Regions from separate parts of the Zea mays genome. Here region 1 is linked to region 2. Evidence: chromatin contacts called from public Hi-C data. All regions are on one chromosome and are shown on one strand. The core of a region is the stretch at or near the end of the contact, and the rest is flanking DNA. Distances in the headings are between cores, read along the strand shown. Region 1 holds the start of LOC100281845 (SAUR25 - auxin-responsive SAUR family member). Region 2 holds the start of LOC103638882 (molybdenum cofactor sulfurase).

Evidence for each region. A called contact is a pair of places that touch in the nucleus more often than the background predicts.
Region 1: a Hi-C map of ear shows a contact between it and region 2, with 1.8 times the contacts expected there. The contact joins the promoter of LOC100281845 here to the promoter of LOC103638882 in region 2. A contact is called at or near these places in 6 of 25 Hi-C or Micro-C datasets (bundle sheath, ear, endosperm and 2 more).

Annotation. Positions count from the first base shown.
Region 1 is chr9:116,107,057-116,110,720 of Zm-B73-REFERENCE-NAM-5.0, forward strand. It overlaps LOC100281845 (SAUR25 - auxin-responsive SAUR family member), which reads right to left and starts at 1,629. Exons shown (of 1, transcript NM_001154765.2): 1 at 429-1,629. The coding sequence starts at 1,468. The coding sequence ends at 1,049.
Region 2 is chr9:115,783,620-115,787,231 of Zm-B73-REFERENCE-NAM-5.0, forward strand. It overlaps LOC103638882 (molybdenum cofactor sulfurase), which reads left to right and starts at 2,085. Exons shown (of 22, transcript XM_020544069.3): 1 at 2,085-2,625; 2 at 2,838-2,936; 3 at 3,040-3,098; 4 at 3,479-3,612. The coding sequence starts at 2,514.

The sequences.
Region 1 (3,664 bases), core at 379-2,878, 320 kb after region 2:
TGAATCCGTCCACTCCCACAATGCAGGCGGCCGAACCGGTGGCGGCCGTTCGTGAGGAGCCGGACGCCTCCAGCCCGTCAGAGCTCCCAGAGCCGCCAGCGCCGGCGGACGCGGCGAGGCCGTCGGTTCCGTCGCGCGAACTGCATTGCCCGGGCGGCGCTCGCTGCTGTACACGCACAGCGCGCAGATGCCATTTCGGTGCCCGCACAGCCTCTGCTTTCCGCTGCTCGGCGCTGGCGTTCACCAGCATCTGATGCCTCCGCAAGCCCAGCCACTCCAGAAGATCCTATCCTGTGGCCCTGGCGCGCTAATTGACGGCATGGGGAGCGACCCCCATCGAAAACCGCAGCGCACGAAGAGAGTACAGAAATAAAATTACGGAGATAAACTGAACTCGGCACATCGCACCGCATTGGGACACACGGGTAAGAGAACTTTTGGCATTTTTTTCCTCGGTCTCAGTCACGAGATCACTAGCCTTGCGGCATTGGAGTATTGTTAAGATCTCAAAAGCCCTAAGAGGGAAACAGAAGGCAGGTAGTGCTCACTGCTGAGCAGTCACAACTAGCTAGTACTACTTCAATACAACCACCACTAGAGCTAGAGCAAGACTGCGGAGAGCTAGATCTAGACGAAGACCCAAAATCACGGCAGGAGCAACAACAAAGAAGGAAGAAAAAATTCCCACCAGACAGCAGGCACTAAAACGGTTGAGCTGCAGGAGAAAATCCCCTTTGTACCCCCACCCATCCTAGGATCCACCAGCCACCACAGTCAACCCTCCCGTATGTACAGGCACACACAGTCGTACGTCCCACGCAGGGGGGTAATTCAGTAAGAAGACGAGCGGCGCTTGGCGCTGCCGTTTTTTAGTTTTCACCGAGGGGGCAAGGACAAATCTCAATTACGCCCTCCGCGGCAAATGCGGCGAATGTTTCTTTTTTTTTTCCTTTCCGCCGCACTGGAGGGGGCGGGACGGGGGGAGGAGCGGTGGCGGCGGCGTCGGAGCGAGCGGGCGGGCAGGGGATGCCGTAGCCGAACCCGGAGCCTAGGAGTAGTAGCAGAGCGCCGCAGCGTCGTCGTCGGGGTGGTCCGCGGCGGCGCAGGCGGAGGAGAGCTGGAGGAGGAGGTCGCGGAAGTCGGCGACGGGGCAGGGGATGCGGAGCGCGCCGGGGTGTCCGTACCCGTACTCCTGCGCGGCGCGCCGGAGCAGCGCGGCGAAGGCCGGGCGGCCGAGGAGCTCGGCGCGCACGGCGTAGCGCTCCACGGGGCCGCCCTCCTCGCCGACGCACACGGGCACGTGGCCCTCCGGCACGCGCGCGCCGCCGCCCAGCCGCCGCGCGCCGGCCGCGAGCGCGGCCGCCTTCCCGGGCGCCGCGGCGTCCGGCCGGAGAGGCTCGTACGCGGCGGCGGCGGCGCAGGCGTCGGCCGCGGCCACGCGGGAGAGGCGCCGGAGCAGGCGCTTCATGCTGGAGACGGAGCGGTGGGCCGTGGGCGGAGAGAGAGCCCTGCTGCGGGACCTTGCGACGGCGGTGTCGGCCGGAGGTGAGGATGCGGTGCTTGGAGCAGCTGATGAGGGGGAGGCTGGAGGCAGCAACAGCCCACAGACCACAGTGCGTTTGTAGTTGTACCGGCTGGCCATGTGGCTCCTCGTTGTCTCCTTTATATAACGGACGGGGGAGGAGCAGGCGGAAGTTTGCTTTGCCAAGGTCTTTTTCTTTCTATGATTATTTTTTTAATCTCCATTTGCCAGTTGCAAATCCTTTCCTCAGGGTGCGCTGGCTTTGTGGGCACTTCATACTACCCTACCAACTAAAAAATACTTCTAGGCTCCCGGAACACTTCATCGTACAGTATTGCTTTAAAACACGCGAATTATTACTCGTACATAAGAGTGCACTTGTCGTGAAACGTAACTAATATTGGGGAAAACATTAGTAAGAAGATAAAAAATGGCGCGATTCGTTAAAAAAAGGGGTAGACCCAATTCCTCTATAACGAAGAGATCGTAACAGAATTCAAAATCCAGTTCCCGAGATGTACGAGTGCGGGACTGCGGGTACTGTAGGAGAGTACCCGGCAGGTACACCACGGGATGGACGGGAGCATCGCAGCAAAGCCGATCGATCGGTTGGGTGGCCCGTCGGCTGGGGCCGACCGCGACCGGTGCCCGGCCCGGCCGCTTCCTTCCGTAGTCCGCTCGTACGGTTCCGTGCCGTCCGCGCGCCCCAGCGAGCGCCAGACTAGAGGACGAGGGCTTGGGTTGCCAGATTGGAATGCGGGGAGTCGCCGTCGCGGGGCCCGCACACTGATCTGGCACATGGAGGAGAGAGGATAGCAACGTCAGTTATTTTTGTGTGAGTGTGAGGAGTATTTCTCTCTCTCTCTCACGAGTAGAGATGGCAATGGGTACCCGAAACCCGAAACCCGATGGGTTTTTACCCCATTAGGGTATGGGTTTGGGTCAAATTTCATACCCACGGGTTTGTTAATGGGCATAAATCTATACCCGACGGGTTTATGGGTACGGGTTTGTTCCTATAGTACCCAAACCCGTGAACCCGTGGGTTTTTTAAACCCGACCAAACCTAGTGCATATTGTCATTTTATTTTATAAATGAACAACACACTTGTTATTCCTTATTTACTTCCTAACTTTATCAACTGGTGAATGTATTAGTAGTCGGTGAGAGTGTTGCTTGCTTGCTATTATAGTTTTTACTAGTGTTATATATGTGATGGATGGATAACTTAGTGCAAGGTCACTTAATTATACAACTTATTATTTGTATTTCATTCTCTCTACTAATAATTTTTATACCAAATCATGAACTCGTTGTTCATTACATAAAATTTGGATCATGATCTCATTAATCATTACGATACTTATTGATTATGAGAAGAACAAGTATATTGAGATGAAACCCGCGGGTAACCCATGGGTACCCGCTAACCCGATGGGTACGGGTTTGGGCAAAATCTCAAACCCGTCATGGGTACGGGTTTTTTAATGGGCATAGATATTTTTCACGGGTATGGGTTTGGGATGGCAAAACCCAGCGGGTTTGTACCCATTGCCATCTCTACTCACGAGCCAGGAGTCCGGAGAAAATAGCGCGCGTCCGTCCCTACACTGCGTTAGCCGGTTGGTTTTATAAGTTAGCGTTTGACACGACCAGGTTTTCAAAAATGTGATGATGATACGTAAACAGAGTACATGTCCTAGCGTTGTACCGGAGCCAACTCTTTACGCTTTACACAAAAATAACAGATAACCGGAAGCCGTGCATATATGTTTGTCAATTTGAAACTTCGCGGAAGAGCACAATTGCACAAATGTCTATCCTGGATATAAATACCCCTTTGTTACAACAGAAAAATAAATCAAGTCAACAAGTATGAACACGTGTTATACTGGTTTCGAACGTATATATTTTAACCGTAATGTCTTCATCATCAATTTTACCTAGGCCTTTATAAGAAAGAATGAAGTATTAAACTACATCAACAAGAGAGTGCATATATAGAAGGCAAGCTTCATCATACACTACACTACACCAAAATAGTAAACTTCCTAGAGCCTAAACCCTAGGAAGTTAGGCCTAAACTCTAGGAAGTTAGCGAAACTCTCGGAAGTTAAGTCATCCCGTCGGAAGTTTGGCTC
Region 2 (3,612 bases), core at 835-3,334:
TTTGTTTGGGTCTAGATTGGTGGCATGGAATGAATTACTTTCACGCATCACTAACATTCACCTAACATGAGATGTGGACGCCTTCTACTTGGACATTGTCCCCGTGAGGACAATTCTATGCAAAGTCACATTATCAAGCATTGATTAGGCGTGAGGTACCAAATTTAAATAAAAGCATGTGGAATATAAAAGCCCCACTTAAGATCAAAATCTTTTTGTAGTATCTCTCTTTTTTTGAACTGTTCATAGTTCATATGTTAGATTTTACATAGTTCTTGTCCGATCTGATCTTTGGTACTCCGGATGGTCCGGGGCAAGGGTCTGAATGGTCCGCGACATACTGGTTTTGAGATAATCTTCCTTGAAATATTTCTTGAGTACCTGATTTTATATCTTAGCAAACTAGTTAGCTCAATTTGTTGTGATGGACGTCAATTACCAAAACAAGTGTGGGAATGCTTTTTAGGCCTATTTCCCTTTCAAGATTGACATTGATTAATTCAATTCTCATAAGCCTTCCAATGTATATGATGTCTTTTTCTTGCGGTTCCCATAGGCGTTCTTAGAAAACTATATTATTTTAGCTCTCGTTTCTACTAGCAAGGTGACAAGAATAAAAGAAAATATTGCCTTGTGAGATCGAGTATCCTATGCCAACCTAAGAATCAAGGAGGCCTTCGGATCCATGATTTGAATATTAACATAGCCTTACTGAGTAAATGGTTATTTAGATTATTAACATAAGAGGGAACTTGACACCAATTTTAAAAAATAAATATTTGGGCTCGAAACCACTTGCCCAAGCGGCATGGAAATTAGAAGACTCACATTTTTTTGTTTGATGAAGATGAAGCAATACTTTTTTCGCTTTGGAACCTTCAAGACTAATAATGGATCGCATGTGATGTTCTAGGAAGATACATGGTTTGGAACAAATGCTCTAAAAGACCAATACTCTGTGTTATATAGTATAACTAGAAAGAAGCACGTAACCATTGCCGACAACATAAGCTAACATCTTTTGGAGACGAACTTTGTTTGGGTCTAGATTGGTGGCATGGAATGAATTACTTTCACGCATCACTAACATTCACCTAACATGAGATGTGGACGCCTTCTACTTGGACATTGTCCCCGTGAGGACAATTCTATGCAAAGTCACATTATCAAGCATTGATTAGGCGTGAGGTACCAAATTTAAATAAAAGCATGTGGAATATAAAAGCCCCACTTAAGATCAAAATCTTTTTGTAGTATCTTAGGAGGGGAGTGATACTAACAAATGATAATTTAGCAAGCCGCAACTGGCAAGGAAACAAAATATGTTGCTTTTGTAATGAAGAAGAGATAATTCAACACTTATTTTTTATTGTTGGTTTGCTCATATGACATGGGCTTTAATTCACATGCCCTTCACGATATCTAAACCGTTTAATGTCTCCAATTTGTTTGGTACCTGGCTTAGTGACTTTGATAGAAATATTAGAAAGATAATCTTACTTGGTGGTGCTACAACATGTTGGTCTCTTTGGTTACACATGAATGATATTGTCTTTGAAAAGGAAACTAATTCTTCTCCCTCGCAGGTTATCCATATCATTGCTCATTGGCCTCGAATATGGGCTATTTTCCAGAATGCGGAGTTGCGACCTATGGTTGTGGAGGCTACACAATACTTGATGCGTCTGACAAATGACTTTCCCACGGATACATATGTGGCGGTCTAGTCTTCAGATTGATTATTATTAGAGTATGTGAGTTATCAAGTTTATTTGTTTCAAAGTTGTGTGCTTTTTAAGTAGAGACCGAAAGAAATTTTAAAGGCTTTATCTCTAGATGTAACGTGCTTAAAGTTATTAATAAAATATTCTTTTATCAAAAAAATTATAAACTATAGTTTTGTATTGGAGCTAGAATTGGAGCAATTTTAAACACCCCTTTACTTGGGCCATAGCACAACGTATCTACGTGCCATGCTTAGGTCTGGGGGCCTACATGGCCACCTGCCACGAGTTTGGCCCAGACCGGCCCATGCAGACAGAAGCGGTGGGGCAAGAGTGTATTCGGTCTCCTCCCCACGTCATCGCTGACGCTTGCAGAAAACGGAAGCTCCCCTATGCCCTATGGCCTATGGCCGCTCCATTGACCGTGGAGGTGGTGTGGAATATTGCGTTGCTTGCGCGAGCTCTTACGCATCTTCTTCTCTTCGAGCCTTCCACAGTTCTACCTCCCGCCCGCTGGTCCCTAGCCGTCAAGAGATTCCACGCTACTGGCTTTCTTGCCCCACGCCGTATGGTTATCGTCCAGCACGAGCGGAGAAACTGAAACACGATCCCAACCAATTCAGAACCCGATTTGGTGATCACCTCCATTCTCGGTAGCACTTAATTCCAGGGACAGCAATAAGAATTGCTCCTCTCCAAGTTCTTTTGGAGCGTAATCTTATCCGTTTGGGTCGGATTGATATTTGATAACTTGATTGCCATTTGGGGAGTTGCGGGAGAGAGAGAGAGATGGGCCAGAGCAAGGCGGAGTTCTTGAAGCAGTTCGGTGGGGACTACGGTTACCCGGACGCGCCTAGGGGCATCGACGAGCTGCGGGCCGCCGAGTTCAAGCGCCTGGAAGGTGTGATTTCGCGATCTCCTAAATTCATTCCGCGACCTTCTTTTATTAGGAAGTTTGAGCTTTGTTGATGTGGCTAAGAGGAGTTATGTCAATTTTGACGACGTGACTGAGAATGTATTTCGTTAAGAGGATAATTTTAAGCTTAACATGTATAGAAGTTTGCAGCTTGCTACTTTGCTAGTTTCTAAAGATGTGTTTGTTTTGAGGAGCAGGGATGGTTTACCTGGACCATGCTGGTGCGACACTGTACTCAGAGGCACAGATGACGGATGTTGCTAGAGACCTTATGTCTAATGTCTATGGGAATCCTCGTATCCTTAAATTTGGGAGGTCTGTTCACAAGAGATTGTTCTTTCGTTGATATGCATTTCCTTTTAAAATTTATTGTGGTTGTGTTCTTTGACATGCCTTAAGATAGCCAGAACGATTCAAGCATGGCTACAATCGATGCTGTTACTTCTGTGCGGCATCAGGTACTGCATATTATAAAAAAATGGACCTATCATTTCTTATGTTTGTATTTTCCATTATGGAACTTCTTTTTTCTTTTTGAAAATCAGCTAGCACTGCAGCAGTTCGTTTAAGAAAGCCAATGCTAGTGATTGGCATCCGTTACTGATATTATGCTAACAAGTCACAACAACTATTTACATGTCTATTTCAGCATATGTTCTAAACTAGAAATACTCAATTACATATAATTGAAGTTGAAAAGGAGTATGGATATAGTTTTCATGCTTCACTCTGATCAAAAGAACTGTAAAATGGTGCTAACGTTGTACACAATTGTATGCACATGAGAGAAGTTGCAACCAGCCTTTTCTTGCTTATGATGCAAACTTTATCCTCACAGGTCCTAAAATACTTCAATGCATCTCCAAGGGACTACAAATGTATATTTACATCAGGGGCAACAGCAGCCCTAAAACTTGTTGGTGAATGTTTTCCATGGAGTAGAGACAGTTGCTATATGTACACAATGGAAAA